2 separate regions of the Ovis canadensis genome follow, and region 1 is linked to region 2. A link is a contact called in public Hi-C data. All regions are on one chromosome and are shown on one strand. The core of a region is the stretch at or near the end of the contact, and the rest is flanking DNA. Distances in the headings are between cores, read along the strand shown. Region 1 has its middle 19 kb from the start of TM4SF18. Region 2 holds the start of TM4SF4 (transmembrane 4 L six family member 4).

What was found. A called contact is a pair of places that touch in the nucleus more often than the background predicts.
Region 1: a Hi-C map of lung shows a contact between it and region 2, with 4 times the contacts expected there. The contact joins the enhancer-like site here to the promoter of TM4SF4 in region 2. A contact is called at or near these places in 2 of 2 Hi-C or Micro-C datasets (fibroblasts and lung).

Annotation. Positions count from the first base shown.
Region 1 is chr1:241,916,446-241,921,693 of ARS-UI_OviCan_v2, forward strand. No RefSeq gene overlaps it. Among named protein-coding and RNA genes, the nearest start is that of TM4SF18, 19 kb to the right of the region's middle. Within about 2 kb of position 1,601, the one cell type or tissue checked has open chromatin away from gene starts, as enhancers often do. A contact at or near this core is called in fibroblasts, where this site is marked.
Region 2 is chr1:241,766,853-241,772,131 of ARS-UI_OviCan_v2, forward strand. It overlaps TM4SF4 (transmembrane 4 L six family member 4), which reads right to left and starts at 3,475. Exons shown (of 5, transcript XM_069580747.1): 1 at 2,974-3,475; 2 at 2,168-2,257. The coding sequence starts at 3,147.

The DNA.
Region 1 (5,248 bases), core at 351-2,850, 150 kb after region 2:
AGCCCAGAATGCCTGCTGCTGCTGCTGCTGCTGCTAAGTCACTTCAGTCGTGTCTGACTCTGTGCGACCCCATAGACGGCAGCCCACCAGGCTCCCCCGTCCCTGGGATTCTCCAGGCAAGAACACTGGAGTGAGTTGCCATTTCCTTCTCCAATGCATGAAAGTGAAAAGTGAAAGGGAAATCGCTCAGTCGTGTCTGACCCTTAGCATGGACTGCAGCCTACCAGGCTCCTCCATCCATGGGATTTTCCAGGCAAGAGTACTGGAGTGGGGTGCCGCTGCCTTCTCCGCCCAGACTGCCTAGGGAAAGGCAATATTGAGAGAGCCTTTATGTTTGGGAAGTTGGGAGTCAGGAGGATAGATGGTAGAAAATATGAGGCCACCCTCTCCCTTGGCCATCACTGCAAGGAAGTTTGGGAGGGAGCTCCGTGAACAATAGAAGCTATTTCGACTCAGAGCTTCAGGAGCCAACTCCCGGTTCACAGAAGCTAAAAGAACTTGGTTGAAATGGCAGCCACGTTGGAGTTCACAGCAGAACTGAGTGCTGAGGGAGGTCACTGACCGCTGTGAAGAGCTCCCGTGGCGCCTTTAGGGACCAGCATCCTAAGGGCTCCTCACAGAGAGGAAGCATTTTAAGGTGAACCAACTTGTCTTCGACAGCGACACCGTGTGGCCGAGAGAAGTAAAGACAGCACTGGATCAAATGCCTCTTCTCTGGGGTTGAGGCTGCCCGGCCAACCTGCGTTCAAACTTAATTGGAGAGGGAGCGCTTCAAAAGGGAGAAAATGACCTCATTTCTAGGCTACAGGGAGCTACAGCGATTTTTTCAGAATCGCTATTTTGAGTTGTTGGAGCAATTCATTTTGGTTACATATATTCTGAAACAAATGTTATAAATAGGCTTTCTGAAAATCTATAACCACATCGTTTTACTTTTGTAGGTTCTGCTGGAGTCCTGAGCATCACGCTCCAGGCCACTGAACACAAGCTTTGTTTCACTTCCTCTTTCACCAAATGATACGCCGACTTGGTTTCTGAAAAGGGGGAACAGGGAAGAGGGGGAGGACTCAGTTTTTTGACTTTCAAATGGGACTCCTCTGGGATCATTACATTTTCCTCTAAGGTAACTTTAGCTCAACGGTCTACATACTTAAATGGAACTGTTTAATATTTTAAGAACTTCCTGGGAAAGTTACTCATGCTACTCACTGTAGATTTCCTGTTGAAGAAATGTTTCACTTTTTTTTTTTCTCTAGCTGAACACCACAGCGTTGATTTCTCAGATCACTTGTAGATTTATTAGGATATGTGTTTGTGCTCAGTTGCTTCAGTCATCTCCAACTCTTCGTGACCCTGTGGACTATAGCTCGCCAAGCTCCTCTGTCCATGGGATTCTCCAGGCAAGAATGCTGGAGAGGGTTGCCATGCCTTCCTCCAGGGGGTCTTCCCAACCCAGGGGTGGATCCTGTGACTCCTTCATTGCAGACGGATACTTTACCCGCTGAGTCACCTGGGAAGCCCCCTTATTAGGAATAGGACTGTGTAAATTAGTCAACTGGATATAGACCACGTGGCTTGGAGTGTCATACATTCAAACAATAGGGAGTGTATGAGCCCCACCGTCTATCAAGTAGGGCTGGGCATTGAAGCCCTGAATTGGTACCGAACAAAGCATAGCCTCTCTTGGCTGGAGACAAGCACAGGAAGAGGAGAGAAGAGGAAGATCCCAGTCAGTCTCAGCTGCCACTTAATTAATAAGTGGCATAGTGGCTCAGAGGTTAAAGCCTCTGCCTGCAAAGCAGGAGACCTGGGTTCAATCCCTGGGTCAGGAAGGTTCCCTGGAGAAGGAAATGGCAACCCACTCCAGTATTCTTGCCTGAAGAATCCCATGGATGGAGGAGCCTGGTGGGCTACAGTCCACGGGGTCGCAAAGAGTTGGACACAACTGAGCGACTTCACTCACTCACAGAATTAATAACCAAACATAGAACCAGCCCACAAAATCAGTCATTCACATGGTGGGCAGTGTTCTGAAGTTAGGTGTGTCAAGTGCTAGATTTGAACCTCTCAGTTCCATCACTTACCAGCTGTGTGATCCTGGGCATGTCACTGAGCCCTAAGTACCTCGGTTTCCTCGCCAGAGAATTGGAGATAATACCCACATCTAAGGAGGTTTTAGTTAGATAATACTGGCCAAGTGCAATGCTGAGCAGAAGTGCTCTATAAATTGAGCGTGATTGTAATAATGACAGTGACTGAAAAATCTGTAGACCAGTCAGATCACCCATGTATTTTTGTTGTGTTCAAATCAAGAGTTGATCCATTTAATAAAGAGTTGTGGGTTTAAACAAGATTAGATTCACTATGTTTCTCTAACTCTTTGGATCTTGACCAAATACAGACTACATATCAGACTCACTGGGGGAGTTTTGAAACTACAGATGCCCAGATTCCAACTCAGAGTCTGATGCTGTTGGTCTGGACTGTGCGTTGGGTTTCAGGATTTTCGATCATAAATTAATGTGCGCCAAACTTGGAACCCACTGGTCTAACTGAATATGAAGAGTGAGAAAATTTGAGTATAAACAGTGAGCAGATTTGTCCTTTGGTCCCGGGCAACCAGGGAAGTTGCTAATGGCTTTCTCCTTATATATCCACATTTGTGCTAGAAGTTGTCTTGGAAACAAGCAGTGGGAGAGAGCGCTAAGATCTGTCGCTAAAAATTGACTGAGGGACCAATAATTCTAGCTTCCTGAGGCATTCGTGAGTTCTTTTGGTGCTCAGGCTTGTGTCTCAGCCAGCAGTTCTGGGATGCCTGGAGTAGCTCAAGTTAGAAAGATGGATACCAGGAGCAGCTCTGCCACAGCTCGGTCAAGGGAGTGTCTGCAAGTCCACCTGCCTCTGCTATCTCAGCTTGGTTACCTGTGTGTGCCTATGGAGGTGAAAATGTTCTTCCTGCAAACCTTACAGAGCTGTTCTTACGTCACCGAGATTATGTCGAGAAAACATTTTGCAAACTGTAAAATACTATATGAGTGAAGTCCAATACTCAATAGAGATTAAACACTGCATTTTTTTAGACAACAAAAAAATCCCCTGAAAATTATGGGTTTTGTTATTTAGAGCTAAGTTTTCCACTGTTGTTGAGAAACCTGTATGCAGGTCAGGAGGCAACAGTTAGAACTGGACATGGAACAACAGACTGGTTCCAGATAGGAAAAGGAGTATGTCAAGGCTGTATATTGTCACCCTGCTTATTTAACTTATATGCAGAATACATCATGAGAAACTCTGGGCAGGAAGAAGCACAAGCTGGAATCAAGATTGCCAAGAGAAATATCAATAACCTCAGATATGCAAATGATACCACCCTTATGGCAGAAAGTGAAGAGAAACTAAAGAGCCTCTTGATGAAAGTGAAAGAAGAGAGTGAAAAAGTTGGCTTAAAGCTCAACATTCAGAAAACAAAGATCATGGCATCTGGTCCCATCACTTCATGGGAAATAGATGGGGAAACAGTGGAAACAGTGCCAGACTTTATTTTTTTGGGCTCCAAAATCACTGTAAATGGTGATTGCAGCCTTGAAATTAAAAGATGCTTACTCTTTGGAAGGAAAATTATGACCAACCTAGTTAGCATATTCAAAAGCAGAGACATTACTTTGCCAACAAAGGTCTGTCTAGTCAAGGCTATGGTTTTCCTAGTGGTCATGTATGGATGTGAGAGTTGGACTGTGAAGAAGGCTGAGTGCCAAAGTATTGATGCTTTTGAACTGTGGTGATGGAGAAGACTCTTGAGAGTCCCTTGGACTGCAAGAAGATCCAACCAGTCCATTCTGAAGGAGATCAGCCCTGGGTGTTCTTTGGAAGGAATGATGCTAAAGCTGAAACTCCAGTACTTTGGCCACCTCATGGGAAGAGTTGACTCATTGGAAAAGACTCTGATGCAGGGAGGGATTGGGGGCAGGAGGAGAAGGGGACAACAAAGGATGAGATGGCTGGATGGCATCACCGACTCGATGGACGTGAGTTTGAGTGAACTCTGGGAGTTGGTGATGGGTAGGGAGGCCTGGCGTGCTGCGATTCATGGGGTCTCAAAGAGTCGGACATGACTGAGCAACTGAACTGAACTGAACTGTAGCAAAGTTGTGATAGAGACCATTTTACATGGCAATTCTATATGCAGGGATTCACAAAAGCAATCCTGCAGTGCACTTTATTTCCTATTCTAATCATTAACTTATCATGATAAACCTTCTGCAAAACACTATCTAGGAGGTGGGGGCTTCCCTAACAGCTCAGCTGCAAAGAATCAGCCTGACAATGCAAGAGATGCGGGTTTGATTCTACGGAGAAGGAAAGATCCCCTTGAGAAGGAAATGGCAACACACTCCAGTAATCTTGCCTGGGAAATCCCGTGGGCAGAGGAGCCTGACGGGCTATAGTCATGGGGTGGCAAAGATTTGGACATGACTGAACGACTGATCAGAAACATGATTAGAAATTAGGCCTATCTGGTAAAAATGACTCCCTTTTTTGCAGAAAAATTATTACTGTAATGAGTTTTTGTTATGCAAATATAAAGCACAAAGTTCATGCAGTTTTACTGAGGATAAAAAGTCACCAGCATTCAAATGTAGGGTTTTAATTTGTTATGTAAATCTAGGGGCTTTTTTGTTTGTTTGTTTCATTTGGGATTTGGGTTTGTTTGTTTGTTTTAGCAGAATTATTTCTTACCAGGTTATGGTGACTCTTGAAAGCATTTCTTTTGTTAAACAACAGAATGTAGTGGAATAAATTTTAAAGATCTTATTGGTTCATCAATTCCTGAATCTGGCAGTATCCTACCTAGCAGATAGAAAGGAGCTCCAATTAGTTGTACAATTCAAGGCAGGGTGGTTATAGACCAACATGAGCTGGAACAAGAAAGTTATACTGGGCAAAAGCAGATTGGTTATTACAAGGCTATTTCCTTACACAGAGCAAAGAGAAACCTTGCTTAGAGCCAGGTCAGGTACCTCGTGCTGAGCAGAACACTGATTAGTTGATGTAAACCTTCCTTTTCTGGGAGAGTCCAGCCTAGAGACCTAGCTGAAAATCCTGATTTCCTGACATGGAAGCAAGCTTCAACAAGGGCCCAATCTGGCTACTTTAACACCTTTCTAAATCTGATTCAGACTGCCTATCATGTGTACATTATTGCGTGTTCTTAAGGGGTTATGTGTGTTGTGTTATGAACACCTAGATG
Region 2 (5,279 bases), core at 2,225-4,724:
TTTTTACCCCCAAATCCACAAGGTGTAATGGGATTAGATTTCAAAGAGAAAATGAGTTACATATTTACTTCTTTCCTTCATCATTAAGTATATGAAAATATAATTATATATAACACACACTGGAGCTTCCCTAGTGGCTTAGTGGTAAAGAATTCACCCGCAATGCAAGAGATGGGAGTTTGATCCCCGGGTTGAGAAGAGCCCCTGGAAAAGGAAATGGCAACGCACTCCAGTATTCCTGGAAAATCCCATGGACAGAGGAGCCTTGTGGCTATAGTCCTTGGGTTTGCAAAAGAATTGGACACAACTTAGTAACTAAGCAGCAACAACAATAACACAAAATTTAAAAATCAAATGTATCAAATTACATAATTATTTGTAATTTGCATCAAATTACATAATTGTATAAAATACATTGTGGTTGATTTTTGCATCTTTTTGTCAATAATGATTTTAAATGTTGCTATAATAATGCTTGATTGTGTTTGAAAAGTGGTAACATTCTCTTTGAATGATCCTTGATCTCGAGTGGAAAAGCATCATGGTATTCACAATGCACCAGCCTCAGCCCTTCACATGTATTCAATAGGGCATGGCAACCCACTCCAGTATTCTTGCCTGGAGAATCCCCACTGACAGAGGAATCTGGTGGGCTACAGTCCTTGGGGTTGCAAAGAGTTGGACATGACTGAGCAACTAAGCACAGCACAGCACAGATATTTTTTAGTTGACTAGATGAGGAAATAATGATAAGAAATGTTAGATATGATTATGTTTCAGGATAGGTTGCAATACTTTTCCTTTTAGAAGTTAAAGGTAGGAATGTATAATTTATCATTGGGGTTCTTTTAGATGGACAACTGACTCTGGAGATTAGATCAAGTGCTGGTTGATGCATCATCCAGCCAGTAATTCTGGCTCAGCCTTCTTCATTTTTGCCACATCAATGTATCTGAACTCAATATCTTTCTTTAAATCCGCTCTCTATTTTATTCGTTTATATCACCTCTATGAATGAAAAGCTCGAATCATCAACACACATAAACACAATATTATTGAATTTCTAGTTAATGTTTCTCGAGTTCCTGAAGCTGGAGGCTTGTTAGGGAGATTACAGAGAATTAGAAATAGCAAAGACTTTTTTCCATCAAAGCAAGAGTTTTCTTGATAGACTTAAGAGGATTGAAGGAGAATTAAAAGAAAATAACTTTCTGTATTATTGAAAGATAAAGCAAATCTGTGTGCCAGCAGAGCTTGTCTGTCCTTGGGAAATTCTGAGTTAGTCCAACTTCCTCATCTTAACAGATGGGCAGAGGGAGGCAAAGAGCACCCCAGTTGAGGACATGGGACTCAACCCCACCCCCAGCCTTCCCACTCCAGCTTGGAAAGGTGAAGCCTATTTTCTGTAGTTTGCCCACTAAAGATGGATGGCTACAGGAAACAGGAAAGGAAACAGAAGGCTGGGGGGAAAACGGGGGTAAAGGTAGGGAAGTGCGAAGCCTCTGAGGCAATGATCCCAGCAGGGGCGTAGATGGAGAGTTTAGGCAGCTATCAGAAGTCACCATCTGTTATCCTGTCCCAGCCCCACCTTTACAGATGAGGCAACACAGAGCCAGAGAAGGGAATTGACTTGCCCAAGGTCTCAGGGCTTCTCAGCGGCAGAGGCAGTCACAGCCCCCATCTCTGCCTTCCAAGCCTGCAGTCTTTTCTTTATTAAGCTATACTTTTAGTTAGCATTTTATTTAAAAAATTTTTTTCTTTTGGCCAAGCTGTGCTGCATTCAGGATCCCTAGTTCCCTGACCAGGGATCTAACTCATGCCCCCTGCACTGAAAGCGCAACACCTTAATCACTGGACCACCAGGGAAAGCCTCCAGCCTTCATTCTTTCTATGGCATCACTGCAGTTTTCCAGCTCTGATATCCCTGACTGCTAGTAACATTTTGAACGACACTCATATTCTATAAGTAGGAGGGCTATGGTTTTAAAAATTTATGATTACTGTTACTTTGCACCAGCAAGAATCCCATCATTATCCCTGTACCAGCTGCCCTCAGAGTGTTGCCTGGGGCTGGTGACTCATCCCCTCAATGCCCAGCACAGAAGGCAGTGCCCCCTGGAGCGGGTCTGCTGGCTGATCCCCTCTCCCGGCCTCCGCAGGCACTCACCGCAAAGCGCTTCCCGCAGCCCTCGTTGCCACAGCACCCGCAGCAGTCATTGTTCTTCAGGCCCAAGAACACCAGGGCAGGAAAGATCATCTACAAGCAAAAGAAACACCGTGTGGGCTGGCACGTGAAGGGGGCGCCCCGTGCCTGCCTGCCTGTGTGACGAGCCACATCTCCAACCCGGGACTTGGGGGCCAACAGCTAATGGAGTCTGGCTGGTGGGTGGATGAGTGTTATGGAATATTTCGGTTCTATTTGGCCTAACTGCAAATCCAATGAGGCAATATACCAAGATCTGACACTGAGTTTCCATTTACATGGTGGGTTAGGAGAAGGACAAAAAACTTGTCCTCGATTGTCATGAAACATGAGTTTTTCTCTCTCTAAACCAGAAGTTCCTAGTCTATGTTGGAAATAAGGGATAAAGAAATCATTACCAAAGAATTGGAAGAGGAATTCACTGACACCTGTTTCTCTTGGTAGTTTTCAATGAATTTACTAGAAAAAATATATTCGCACTCCCCGACCCCCCACAACCCCGCACCCTATCATTGTCTTCTTAAAATAAATTCTGTAGCACTCAGCTTGGTTCAGGGAAGTGCACTGCCCCATGGGAGCTGCCAGCCTAACTCTAGGGATTCCTTGGTGGGTCCCTATGAGGAAGGGAAAAAATTGAGGCACTTAACGTTTCATCATGCAGTTCTTGGGCTTTTGTTAGCAACTAAATCTCTTCCTGTTCAGTAAGTACCCAATTTTAAAAAGATAGACTGAAAATCTTTAGGGGGAGATGTTAAGGTTTCCTTACTCACCAAGACTCCGCTTCCTAATATTCCTCCAAAATACCAGACCTCGTCGGAAAGGTGGTCATTGTTGTCTATCACTTTTCCTCCAGGGAAAAATAGCAGGATGTTAGCGAGGAGGCCAAACACAGACAGGGGGATGAGGGTGCCCCCCAGGCACTTGGCACAGCTCCCAGTGCACATGCTGGGGATATGGGATGTCGGTGTGTGATCAAGCCCCCTTCCTCGCAGGCTCTCTTCAAAGTTATCGGCTGCAGAGTCGTAACAATTGTCCCCAAATCAATTCTTATTTTGGAGCCAAGAAGCAAAATCAGCCTGTGAGCTGTGTCCTGGGAGTTGCTTCAGCTTCTCAAATGCAACAGAACCTCAACGGCTATGGTCATTTATATTCTCCCTGACCTGAAGCTCTTTTTTTCCCTCCCTGCACCCTCATAAATAAGATTACGTTCATTGCAATCATTTTGCCATGGAGACCAATAACCTCTGTTAATAATCCACCAGCACAGACAAGACACTCAACCTTGTTGCAATCGAACTTAGGGCTGGAACAAACAGCATCTGGGCCTACGGCACCTTTAATCTGACAATGGCCTGCCCAAATCAAGAAATATTTTCCCCAGGCTCTTTATAAATCACAGTAAAATTGAGTTACATCCTAGCTAAAATCGTGTCTCCTAAGTACTTAATGGTCTACAGTGCATGTCTTTGCCTTTTCCGCTGAAAGCCTGGAATGCAAAAGAGTTATTTGAAAGAGCTTCTGTTTTCCTCAATAGGAAAATAGCAGTCTGATGGTCTAGTTGGGTATTTTTGAGCTCGGGCCCACAGGAATTTTTTAAAGGACGAAATCAGGGTAATTATTTATTTTGTTGTCTGCTATTCCATTAGGTTCTATTTTCTTCCCTACCTGGCATGATAGAATTAGCAAGAACCATTCCCAATCAACTTGTTCAGCTATATCTTCTATGCAGGAATAAAAAGCCCCATCTTTGAAAAAGGTAAGGAGAAAGGGAGGTTGGTATTGGGTGGAAGAGAGGAAAAACATTGATGAGGGGATTGGAGGTAGCTTGGACAAAGTTAAAAGAGCAGTTAGAAAGTGTAAGAGGAGGTAAGATGGACCTTTATTGAGAATTTTGCCAAGTGTCTGGGGCAGCATTCGGTTACTAGTATGCTTTGTGTCACTTTAAGGAAGCTTCTGCCATGCCTAGACCAAGCCCGACGTCATGCAGTGACCGTCCCTGCTGGGTACTGGTGTTGCTTAACAGCTGAAGGACTGTGGGATGAAAAGGGAGCCTGCTAGCCCTTTGTTGAGAGCCTAGAGGTTAAGAGAAAGATAGCAGGTAGAATTTCACAGACAGTCAACTTGTAGCTAAATAAAAAGCAAGTAACACTGTAACGTGGTAAGACCTGTCCTGCCATGAAGTTGGCCGCTTGTTCCCAGGGAAGCAGTGGGCTACAATCTGCCGTGGGTCAGGGACCCTTGACCAGGGAAGCTGTGGTTAGTTGATTCCAGAGAAGTCAGATTGGTTGGGTGCTGAGTTTTCTTCTGAAGATTCTATGAAACGTGCGTTGGTCGCTCTATAAGGATACTTTCTGAGATCTCAGCATTGGGGCAAGAAGGAAAACAAATATTTATTGAGCATGCGTGATGTACTAAGCTTGAACTGTGACAATGTCATGTCCTTTCTACTGGGGAAGGCCCTAGGACTCAGAGAGATTAAGTACATATCATAAGGTCATCCCAACATAATAAGACAAGGAACCAAGACTTTAAAACAAGATTCTTTGTCACCCATGCCTGGGCTATGCTCTCCCTAATAGATTTTCTTCTTTAGAAATTTAAAAAGTGGTCTCTTTTCAATATAAACAATAGAATGATACCGTGTGTGAATTGTATGGGTACAGCGGGACATACTTCTTTCTGAACAACCATGAACTATTGTGATTTTTTTTCTTATTACAAAATAATATGTTTTTTTTTTTTTCGGTAGAAAAGTCAGTTATACAGATTAGCAGAAGGAAGAAAAACCAGCCATGTTCCTACCACCAGCAGATAAGGACTGTTATCACTTTGCTGGCTGTTGCTTTTCAACACTGAGCAGGTGCAAATGAGCTTTCTTTGAAACCCACCAGCTTTGACAAGGAGTTCTGAAAGTGCCAGGAGGAAGTCCAAAGTTCTCAGGATTTAAGAATGGAGTTGATCTTTGTAGATGCCATCTTGGAGCTAGGCAGCTCCCCTTTGGAGCCTGGGCAGTTTTTTCTTTCTTCAGAGACTTTTGCCCCTAGAAGTTACTCAAGAAATTTGAATAACATTGGTT